Linked DNA regions of Zea mays: all the other regions are linked to region 1. A link is a contact called in public Hi-C data. All regions are on one chromosome and are shown on one strand. The core of a region is the stretch at or near the end of the contact, and the rest is flanking DNA. Distances in the headings are between cores, read along the strand shown. Region 1 holds the start of LOC100272544 (RNA polymerase I specific transcription initiation factor RRN3 protein). Region 2 has its middle 14 kb from the start of LOC103626364. Region 3 holds the start of LOC100285903 (OB-fold nucleic acid binding domain containing protein).

Evidence for each region. Hi-C and Micro-C count contacts between places; a contact is called where the count stands out from the background.
Region 2: a Hi-C map of ear shows a contact between it and region 1, with 1.6 times the contacts expected there. The contact joins the enhancer-like site here to the promoter of LOC100272544 in region 1. A contact is called at or near these places in 3 of 25 Hi-C or Micro-C datasets (ear, endosperm and leaf).
Region 3: a contact with region 1 is called in a Hi-C map of leaf, with 4 times the contacts expected there. The contact joins the promoter of LOC100285903 here to the promoter of LOC100272544 in region 1. A contact is called at or near these places in 6 of 25 Hi-C or Micro-C datasets (ear, endosperm, leaf and 1 more).

What each region holds. Positions count from the first base shown.
Region 1 is chr5:54,162,650-54,166,317 of Zm-B73-REFERENCE-NAM-5.0, reverse strand. LOC100272544 (RNA polymerase I specific transcription initiation factor RRN3 protein) reads left to right here and starts at 1,629. Exons shown (of 16, transcript NM_001359658.1): 1 at 1,629-2,182; 2 at 2,311-2,456. The coding sequence starts at 2,361.
Region 2 is chr5:54,639,863-54,643,530 of Zm-B73-REFERENCE-NAM-5.0, reverse strand. No RefSeq gene overlaps it. Among protein-coding and RNA genes, the nearest start is that of LOC103626364, 14 kb to the left of the region's middle. Within about 2 kb of position 1,845, at least 17 of the 20 cell types and tissues checked have an H3K27ac peak or open chromatin away from gene starts, as enhancers often do. A contact at or near this core is called in ear, endosperm and leaf, where this site is marked.
Region 3 is chr5:54,512,305-54,515,972 of Zm-B73-REFERENCE-NAM-5.0, reverse strand. LOC100285903 (OB-fold nucleic acid binding domain containing protein) reads left to right here and starts at 2,034. Exons shown (of 10, transcript NM_001158792.2): 1 at 2,034-2,230; 2 at 2,348-2,476; 3 at 2,573-2,670; 4 at 2,762-2,803; 5 at 2,939-3,016. The coding sequence starts at 2,126. It overlaps LOC100284880, which reads right to left and starts at 1,819. Exons shown (of 5, transcript NM_001157775.2): 1 at 1,501-1,819; 2 at 409-969; 3 at 148-317. The coding sequence starts at 1,605.

The DNA of each region.
Region 1 (3,668 bases), core at 380-2,879:
AAAATGTTCTGGTACGCCAATATGGCTGACGCTCTGTTGATAGGGCGCCCGTAAGGGCGCCTCCTGTTCTAGTTGTTTACAACATGGATCACCTGCCGAGCTACGACGACCGATCGATGAACACTAGTGTAGTGTTTGACTTGTGACAACAAATTGGTCATATATTGCTTGTCTGAAAAACTGATACATGAAAGTGTTGTTCGTTCAGAATCTTCAGATTAATTGAGGAGCGGTTGTCTGCTCCGAACTGTTACGATAAATCATTGCACAACAGTTGTATATGGATGCATATGACTACAAATAAGATTATGAACGGAATGCATGAATAAAGAAACCGATGGAATAAGTAAACTAGGAAACAATCTTAGAATCATTTTCTGTCATTTCTTTTTAGCTATCCACTTCGAGAGGTTTCGTTTCTTCCTACGAATTAGGTCCCGTTTGGTTTAAGGTGACTAAAGTTTAGTGCCTAAAGTTTAGTCACTTTTAGTCCCTAAATAAGTAATCATAATGACTAAAATGGGGTGACTAAACTTTAGTTCTTTAGCCATCAAGGGAATGAAGAGACTGAAGTAGCATTTTTACCTTATTTGCTCTATTCACTTTCTTTTGCAGCAAACATCCACTAATTAATAGAGGTAATACAATCATTATTCATAACAATTAATGCTCTTTAGTCTGATTTAGTCAGGGTAGCTTTTGTGCCGGCCTGCGTTTAATTCTCTTCGCAAACACACATATTTACCTTTTTGTTTAAGTAAGAGCGTATGATGGTGCGTGTCTGATGACGAACGATGTACGGGGAAATTTCTTCCGGTATGTGTGGAACGTACTCTCCAATGATGAGACCATACAAATCGTGACATATATCGAAGTCTGCATGATACTGATGGTTGCAATGTAGTGGTGAAACGACTAGATTAAAATAACAAAATTTATGTATGGTTAGGATCACAAATTGATTTTAAAACATTTTCTCATAACAATATAACACACATTTTGTATATAAATTATCATACTATACTGGTATTATATATTCCCATTGCAACACACGGACACTCAGCTAGTAACAATTAATGCTATTTAGTCTGATTTAGTCACTGTAATCAAACGAGATACTTTAGCGACTATATTTTAATCAATAAGTGACTAAAGGAACCAAACACAACCAAGGCCTTAATCTGGGTGTAACCGTAGTCGTAGTCTATCTCTAAGGTCTTGTTCGGTTAATCCCGTTACCCATGGATTGGATGAGATTGGAAAAAATTAAGAAGGAGTTTGACTTATTTGAGATTTTAACCCACCCAATCCCACTCAATCCACATGGATTGAGAGATAACCGAACAAACCCTAATAGAGTTGTAAATGGTCAATACACCTGGCGTTCGATTGATCACGAACAAAACAAAAGCCATTAAGCCCAAATCATCGTTTGGCCCAAATAAACTACTACCTAGTTCCATTTACGGGTGGGGCCGTTTTGGTTCGGGATCGCTGTTGGCCTAGCCCATAAGAAGATCGGAACAGGGATCACGGGCAATTATCCGCCCAGGATACGCGAGGCGGAACCCGTCTAGGATACGCGAGTTTCGCTGGCCGTTGTATTGCAGGAAAATTTCCCGTTTTCTATATTTTTCTGTGAATATGATTCCTGTAATTCCAGAAGAGCCCTAAACTTCGCGTCCTACACGCGCCCCCCTCTCGCTCCCACACAAAAACCCTAGCCATCCAACAGGCAACAGGAGACCATCAATCATCAATAAATAAAAAATAGTAGTAATTCCTAACCCTAGGAGGCATCCTGTTCCACGCGACTCATCCCGTCGTCCGCCGAGCCGCCGACGCCACGCCAGGCCTCCACGCCGCGCCTCCGAGCTCCGTCGCCCCGGACCGCCGGCGCCGGGCAGCCGTGAGCTCCGACCGGACCTGCCCGCGCCCAGGCTGAGGCGCCGCCTACCCGAGCTCCGCCCAGGCCGCCCGCCCGCTCGGCAGGACGACTGGACGAGCTCCTCGCCGCGGGCGCCGAGCAGAGGAGCTCCTCTCGCGGAAGCGCGGACCCGCCTTCAGGCCGAGGTGCCGAGCTCCGCCCCGCCCCGCGCGGCCGCGCCCCTGCCCAGGTCCAGCCGCCCCGCTCGGCTCCTGTTCCCCGCTGGGGTTCCGGCACAAAGCTCCACGGCTCCGCGTTAGTAACACCTTGATTTTGGCGCATCGTCCGCCACTGACAGCCGGTCCCTGTCCCGGATCGCCTTCTCCCGAATTCTCTCCACTTCGTCCACGGATTCGTCTTGATTCGTTCTGTGGTTTCTGTAGATCCCATTGCTGAGATTCTTCCCGTGAGGAGGTGTTGGGGGTAGCTGGCGATGGGGGCGGAGCAGGGGTACGAAGATATGCAGGGGACCTTCAGGGACTCCGAGGTGTTCGAGTTTGTCGGGAAAGTCCTGCAGTCCGTGCGGATGGTACGGGCCTTCCATCCTCAGTTCGTTGCTGTGTAATATGACTGGACATTGATTTAGGTGGATTATTATTTGCCTTGGATGATTAGTATTCTCGTTGGACTTGGAAGTACTTAAGAATCTGTATCTTCAATCTTGCTATGCTTCACTTTATTGCTTCATTTGTTAAGCATTTTTTTTGAGCATTCAGTGGAGCTTGGCAAGTAAATTGGTGAACCCCCTGAACTTGGACTATATGTTCAGATGCAATATAGTAGCTCTGCTTGTACCTCAACTAAGGTCTCCTAGGATTTAGGACGCTAGAATGTGATACAGAGAAGTGCAGTATTCAAACCTTGTATTGAGAAAGCACCCTGATACAGAAAAGTGTAGTATTCAAACCTTGTATTGAGAAACCTTGTATTCAAACCTAAGCATCTGCTGGATGAAAACACTAAAGCAGAACCAAGTGCGGATCTGACAAATATTTGTTATCAAGTCCAGGAATTCACCAATCGTTGTCCTCTATCTCCGGTTTTGTTTCATATCAGCAGCGGCGGAGGGTGATCCAAAAGCAAGGAGGGGCAATTGCAAAAGCTGCTACTGTATTAGCTACCAAACTTCTCAAATCATGACTATAGGTGCATCCTATAAAGCATCCATGAGGATTGTATGCTATTAGAGTTACTGCTGTTCCAGAGGAGGGGGGTGGTGGCAGTTTCCCCTCCATGAGCCTCCGCCCCTGTGGATCAGTTCTGTAGATCTCTCGTCTAAATTGCTTCTATCTGCTAGAAGTTAACTAATTAAATGGCATACATCTTTTGCCAGCTTCTGTTGATAATTTGTTAAACATTAAAGTCTCATGTTCTGAACATACTCTCCAGAACAAAGCTGAGACTTGTGGTGAACTTTATTTTCCTGCATTGAGTTAGAAACTAAAGCTTGCTGGTGAAGACATGGTCAAATTTGCCAGATGCATGTGAGATGTGGAGTCAGGGAAATTGAAAGCTGATCATTTTCAAATTGCGGGTTTTTAATTAACAAATGCATGATTCTTCTGCTTTTACACCTCAAAACCACTATATTAAGGAAGCTTGTACACAATACATGTTTTAACAGGTGGACAAATGAAAGTACCTGCAGTGTTTATTTGCCTTCATTAGAGAGTAGGTAACAGTCATGTTCTTTTTGCTTGTTGTAGCTATGTACTTCAGTGAAGATTGGAGTAATGCCTTG
Region 2 (3,668 bases), core at 596-3,095, 480 kb before region 1:
ACATATTCTATTCCACAAACCAAATAAAAATAATGAGAAATGAGAAGACGATGGATAATCATATATGATACATTCCTAAAAAAATGTATATAGAGAATCATCTAGAAATGACTAAATATACCATACACCTATGAGAGAATATACTCTCTTGTATTTTTTTTAATTAACCCACTAGATACTTCTAAAAGGATTTCATACTAAATAGGATTGCCCTCAGGAAATTTGTAGGGTCAAAATAGTAGCATACAAGGGTCCAGGGGCGTCTACTTAGGGCTTGTTCGGTTAGCTCTCAATCCATGTGGATTGAGTGGGATTGAGTGGGTTTAAATTCCAAGTAAGTCAAACTCCTTCTTAATTTTTTCCAATCCCATCCAATCCATGGGTAATAGGAATAACCGAACAAGGCCTTAGCGAGCGTTTTGTCTGCCTCGTATCCAAAGTTTGCTGATCTGTATTAAATTCATTGTGGGATTCCATATCTTGTAACTGAACAAGCCTCGTATCCAAAGTTTGCAGATCTGTGTGGTAGCATACAATGGGTGTTAGCCTGTATCACCTAAATTTCGTAACATTTTGTGTGCAACATCCTTTATCAAAAGAATTCATGTGCTTTTTAGGTGTTTTATCACCCGGATTGAAGTGTTGCGAAAGCTTGGATATTTTTAGAGGCAGCTAGCCACCCGCCGCCGCTTCCTAGGCCGTGAGGCTCTCTCCAACAAGGTTCTGTAAAGAGTTCTGTCCGACATATTTAGAGTATAGCAGTATTTGGTACCCCTCCAGCAACATCCGCTAAATGAAACAGTAAAATTTACAGTTCGTCTCTCATCCGCTATGTTTAGAGGCTTCTCTATCACTTTGAAGCTGCGGGACAGCAAGGTGGGAGTAGTACGAGGCGGGCTCTAGATGGATGAGACCTATATGGAGAGGACGATAGAACAATGATTTTAATTAATACAGTTGATAAAATGAAAAATAAAAATATATAGAAATGAGATATAGAGAACGTTACTGAAGAGAATGAAGATATAGATGACGAAATTTTTAGAGTGATATGCAAAAGATAAAGAATATTTTTAAAAGGTAAAATTTAGAGACTATTGCTGGAGATGGTCTTAGGCTGGGTCGTCAAGCTGCTCCGCGGCGGAGCGCCGTGTCCTCGGCGTGGTCGAGCAGCTTGGCACCCATCTCGTACAGCACGCTGGCGTCCATCGGTGTCTTGGCCGATTTTTTTTTCATTTTGACCTTTTTACGAAGATATTTTATATTTAATACTCTAAAGCAATTATTTCTAGTTTTAGACCTTAGTCTTATTTGTTTCCACCAATCCAACTCTGAATTAATATTAATTGGAAATAAATCCATGTCATAAACCATGCTCCAAAATAAACCAAACACACTCAGAATTTTTATTCGATAAAATCCATCATAAATTATAATCCAAGAGTTTGAAAAAAATTTAAACTATGGAAGATATAGGTTCTATCCATATCTCGTTAGGTATGGAACAAATCTACGAAGATATTACACAAGTTTATATTAGAATACATGGATAAAAGAATAACTAGTTTTGAGAGATACATTGATTAAATAATGGACTTAATCCCACTATATGATTAGATGTGAGGTATAGATTTATCTAATCCAGATCTATATTAAATCTATTGCGGGATTCCATCCCTTATAACTGAACAGGGCTTGTTGGGCGTCATGTGCCGTGACGCCGCTCGGCGCCACAGGGTCTCGCTAGCGTGGACGGGCTGGCAGCTGATGTGGCACCACCGCCGCGCGCCGCGCTGTCTGTGTGTTGACAACGCTTCTCATCCTATGTTCTGTCCAGTGTTTGTGTGCAGACTGCAGATTGTTGTCTGGACGGGTCTGAGTTGGCTGGGGAGGCGTACGTGCAGGGTGCAGTGCAGCAGCAAGCGATCGATGTCCTTGCAACCACCGAGCCGTTCCTTGCACGAACAAAAAGCTGTCCGCGTATAGACTAGGGTGTGCATTCAGTTGACTCATTGACTGGTAGCTAATAATAACCTTAGTAATCTAAATATATCTACTAATACATTTGTTAATTATTAATGAAAGGACTGCTAACTATTAGTCCTATTTCCGTGGAACGAAAACGGCTTGTGCGTTAGGGATAAGTACTTTTTTTTACGGCGCCCAGAGGCCAGAGGCGTAGCAGTGCAGCAATGTTACTGTTGTTAAGTAACCCTAATTAGGGTTATGTGAGCAAATATCTGCTTTACCCTTGAAGGGTCTCAGATCTTTATATAGGAACATGTACACCCCCTTATAAGACAGAGATCAGAAAGAGGCCAGAGGCCCAACCCTATATCTTGTGTCTCGTGTGTTTCCTCTGTCGTGCTTATGGGAAGGGAGACGGGTTCTTTACAGCTTCTTGCGCCTCTACTGCTGACGGGAGGGAAGAGAGCGGATCTGGTGATCCGTGGTAACGTAGTTCTCAACACGTTATCAGCACGCTCTACCTCGACGTTGTTGCTCGATCAGATCTGCATCAACTCTCCATCAAGTCGGCAGGTTACCGGCCTAGCCGAACTGTCCTACGCGACAGTCTTCGATTTGCCCTCTACGCAAACGTGGTATGCATTTTTAAGTAGGATGGATTTATTGTTCTTCATTCGTTTCTCGAAAAAGATTAAAGAAAAGTGGTATGGAATTTTCTGCGGTTGAAAAAAAACTCGGGAGACGTTCATGGGTTCGCCGATCCGGTCAAAGTGGATTACTCAAAGGAAAAAGGATTCATCTTTATCTCCCGCACACACACCACCCATCCTCCTGCATGGCTGCATGCAAGGGCAATGCATGCATGCCGCTCGGCCGAATTTTTTGCATTTTAACCCTTCATCGAAAACAATATCACGTTTGGACCCTAAAAAATTTTAATGTCATTTTTGGACCCTTTGCTCGGCGCCATAACCTATGGCGCCGAGGTAACACAGCTCGGCGCCATAGGCTATGGCGCCGAGGTACGTGCTGCGTTGGCACAACCCGAACGTCGTGGCGCCGATGTGGCACCAAGCTCGGCGCCAAGATCTATGGCGCCGAGCTTGGTTATATAATCATAAAGTCTGTCTAGCTCAGTTGGTATAGTGTAGGACTCTTAACCTTGTGGTCATGGGTTGAAGCCCCATGATGGGCGTTCAATACTTTTTATTTTGTCACTGATTTGTTTTTTTTGTCGTCCACATTATTGTTCCCAGGACTAGATGATGAAACGTGCGCTGATTTATATTGGAAACTAGACATTTTAAAAATCTGTGCCAGCATAGTTACTATTCTGACGAAATTCAAATGTGTGTTATATATAAACTTTCTAGTTCAAAAAGAAGAAACGTTAAATAAATCACATCACCGACACTTCTGATAGACTTGAAGGAATTAAGATCCAAGCTTTGAAACTAATTCTACTGGTGGCTAGTGCCGTTCAACCTTTGCACGATGGTTAAGTGGGAAAAAACGCACGATGGCCTATTTGGAATGCAGGATTATTATATAAATCAATACATGAATTTTGTAGTCTTACCAATTTGATTTTATACAAAAGCACGTGAAGAAAAAAAACTATTCCCATATTCCTGTGTTAGGATTAGGACTCGACATATAGGCCTTTTATTTTTTACCTTTTCGAATATTGAAAACCAACT
Region 3 (3,668 bases), core at 785-3,284, 350 kb before region 1:
CGGTCTCAGTATGATCATTCCCTAAGTGAAGTGCTAAGGGATGGCCAATTACTCAATTCCCAAATTAAAACCCATAAGAAAACAGGAATAAGCATTGACCGTTTAAAAATAACAAACTTAGTAACATAGAATTGAACCGAACAAAACCTGCTGCTGTAATCATAGAATTCCTCGAGGTCAGCATCTTCATCATCTCCACCATCTCCATACCGCAACTTGCAATGCCCCTTTGCATCCATGTGCTTCCTGACAGCCTCTAGACTGAAGAAGGACTGGCATCTGTCATTGCAGTAGAGGCAGATAAAATCACGCTTCACCTGCAGGTAGGATAACCAATTCAACGTGAAGATTAAACAGCATGCTTGCACACATATGGCATTCGATATTACACTGGTGAAAAATGTATACCTTCAGTCCAACATAAGTAAGAAGACCACTGGGATCCTTCAAGTATTCACTGTCAGGTATGAAAAACCCATGCTTCTTATGCATATGGACCATGCAGTCTTCTATGGTGTCATGCTTGAGGTCACACATGAAACACGACGAGATATCCAACTCTTCAAGGTCATCCATGTCATCATCTGATTTTGAGGAGTGCTCATCTTCTTGCATGTTTGAAGTAGACTCATCAGCCAACTCCATCTCACTTGGGTCAACTTCAACCCACTCTTCTTCCTCATCGTCGTCTTGATCCTCCTCTACTGCAGATGGAGCTCTTCGTGAGACTCGTTCAGGAAGTGGCTTGACTATCGTGATACCAGCAATAGAGGCATTGGGCTCCTGAGAGGCTTTCAAAAGATGTGATCGCGAGTTAAGATGCTGCTCGTGAGCTTTCGAGCTTCTGTACTCCTTTCCACAAAGAGCACAGCTGTAAAGCATTGGGGTGCTAGCAGGCTTGCTCCCCTCCGCCAAAGCAGCTTGCCTAGCCAGAAACAGAGCCTCTGTGACACCAGGAACTCCAGCCACCTGAAGAATTTACATATCAAAACAAAACATGACTGAAGTTCAACACGCAACGCAAGGAAGCAATAACATAATAAAACAGACAAGAAGAAGTTGAACAGTTCTAAACACGTAATCCCAATTATAACCAGCACACAAATTTACCAATATATGTTTGTTTTTTTGTTCATAAGAATATGAAAATATCATGTTGTTTCTTAATCTAATTATTTCATGACTGAACTGGAACTCTTCAAGTATCTCACGGACCCAATTTTAGAAATTAGAAATCCACAGTAGTACCTCTAGTTATTCACATACAAACATCACGAAATCATAAAAAAAACTACAAGGCTCAGGTGCAGAGGCTGATGTTTTGCAAACATTCAAAGGCCTTACCTGTTAAGAAACCCAAAATCCCGATACCGGAGTGTCTTAATCCTCAATTCCTCTCATTCTAGTCACAAGTCATGCCGCATGAACCGATGAACCTAAATACCTAATACCTAGAACTCGCTAGCGGCAGAAAGTAGGATGCGGAGGGGGCGACGTTACCTTGCGCTTGAGGTTGTAACGGTGCCATTCAGAGCGGTAGTGAAGCCGCTGCTGCTCCTCGTCGTCGAACCCCGCGTTGCACGCGTTGCAGGTAACCGTCGGCATCCTCACTCAGCCCTCTCTCCTCTCCGCTAGCTTCGGATTCGGCTTGCTCTGGCTGGGGAGACTCTCGCTTCTCTCCTTCTCCTTCCGGTGCAGCTTCGCCTAATCGCCTTGTACGCGGCGGCGCTGCGGTGGTGAAGAGTGGGGGGGGAATGGCGGCGGGGCGGGGGAGGAGAAGTAGGAGAGGGCAAGGGGGCCGCGTTTGGTTCTGACGTTGGCGCTTAGGTCAGTCAGGCAGGCCTCAGCTCTCTACCGTCTTTACTTGTTGGGCCTTTGTTTGGACTCCGCGGGGACGAGGATATCGGCCGCCCCGAACCGGGCCAAGGGCCTACGGTCACAGCACGCACGCCAGGCCGAAATCACTTAGCAGCGGCCTGCGGGAGGGCACCCAAGCCATTTTTTCCCGCTCAAACGACTGCCGCCACGGCGCCATCACAGGCCGACACTCCACTCGATCAAAATCCCTTCGTCGTCACCGTCCCCACCGAAACCGCAGTACCGTACCCGTGCCGACGCGAGCACGATGGCCGCCGCGGCCTCCTACTTCACCGGGCCGACCATCTTGCCGTCTCAGCGAGCCACCGCGGCGCCTGACAATTCCGCCGTCGCCACCCCTTCTCTGGCTAAGGTCTGTTCGTAATCTCGATTCCTCGTGACTGATTTCCAGCCCCCCCCCCCCCCCCCCCCCCCCCCTCTCTCTCGCCGAGCCCTAAATCGCTAACCCCGTCCGCCGCTCCGATTGCAGTCGCGTGACCCCCGCTGCTCCGGATGCTCTCCCACCACCGTGCGCCACATCGCCCGCTCCTTCGCCGCCGCTGATGCGACCAGTGGTGGCGACCCTGTCATCTCTATTGACGGCGTCGACGCCACCAATGTAAGCCCCCGAGCCTCGGACCCCCCAGAGCTGTATCCGTGCGGGCTCGCTTACTTCGGTATTGCTCTGGGAAAATCCCCCAACTCGCGCGTGTAGGTTTGGCTTCTGGGGAGGGCGGTGAGCGTGATGAACATGGAGGCTGGCGTGTCATTCACGCTCGATGACGGCACCGGGCAGATCGCGCTCATGCGGTGGTGAGTCCCGAACTCGCGATTAGTGTTTCATGCTTTCGCTAGATGCAGCGCTGAGGCTGTACAGTATGTGACATTTTTTCATGAGATGCAGGATCACTGACGATATTGATGCTAAGGAAGTGTCTTTCGTCCAGTATGTATATCTGATGTTGGCAAGCGCTGAGTTTAGCTTTTTTAAGTGATTTAAGATTTTGGCATTTTGCTTTTAGCTATCGGGAAGCTGATATGATGTAATTGTTTTTTTACTTGTTTGTTGGTGTATATGAAGGAATGGTTTATACCTCAAGGTTCAAGTTACTCTCGTAGGGTTTCAAGCTAAGCAGCATGGTTTTGCTCACTCTATTAGGTAAAGGATCTAAGTTCCTTTGGTACCGATGGCTTTTCTACCTCATTTTCTGTATGCATACAATTTTAGTTGGACTTTTAATTTTGATGGAATGCTTGTCTTGTTTGCGAAATTTTACCAATATAATTCGTTACCGTAAAATGGATCTTAATTGTTCATAGAATGTATTCAGGCTGTTTATTCAAGATTTACTGATCCAAATTTTTATCTATGCATAAAGTTTGACTGTTGCTTTTACAGTAAATTTTTAATAACGTTTCAGTGAGATAAGGTTTATCATAAGAATGGAATGCTAGCCTTGTTATTAGGATATTTTTATCAAAGCTGATTGGAATTGAAGTTGAATCATTTCTTGAGAAAGATGTAAGGGCAAGTGAGCATGCATTTGTGTAGGCATTGCCTCCCTTATCTCTTATTGTGGTCCCCTGCCATACATTTTGACCATGAAAACATGGTCTTGCTCATACTAATTATTTTTGGGCTCTAACCCGTTATCTCACATATAGATTTAATTTGTTATTGTTGGATGAAACTGACATTAAAACTTAGAAGGCTGCATGCATTTTCATTGGAAATTAAGGCTGGTTTACTGTCTTTCCGTGTTATACTTGTTCCTATATTTCTCAGTTTGTTTAGTATTGGATGGGGTAAA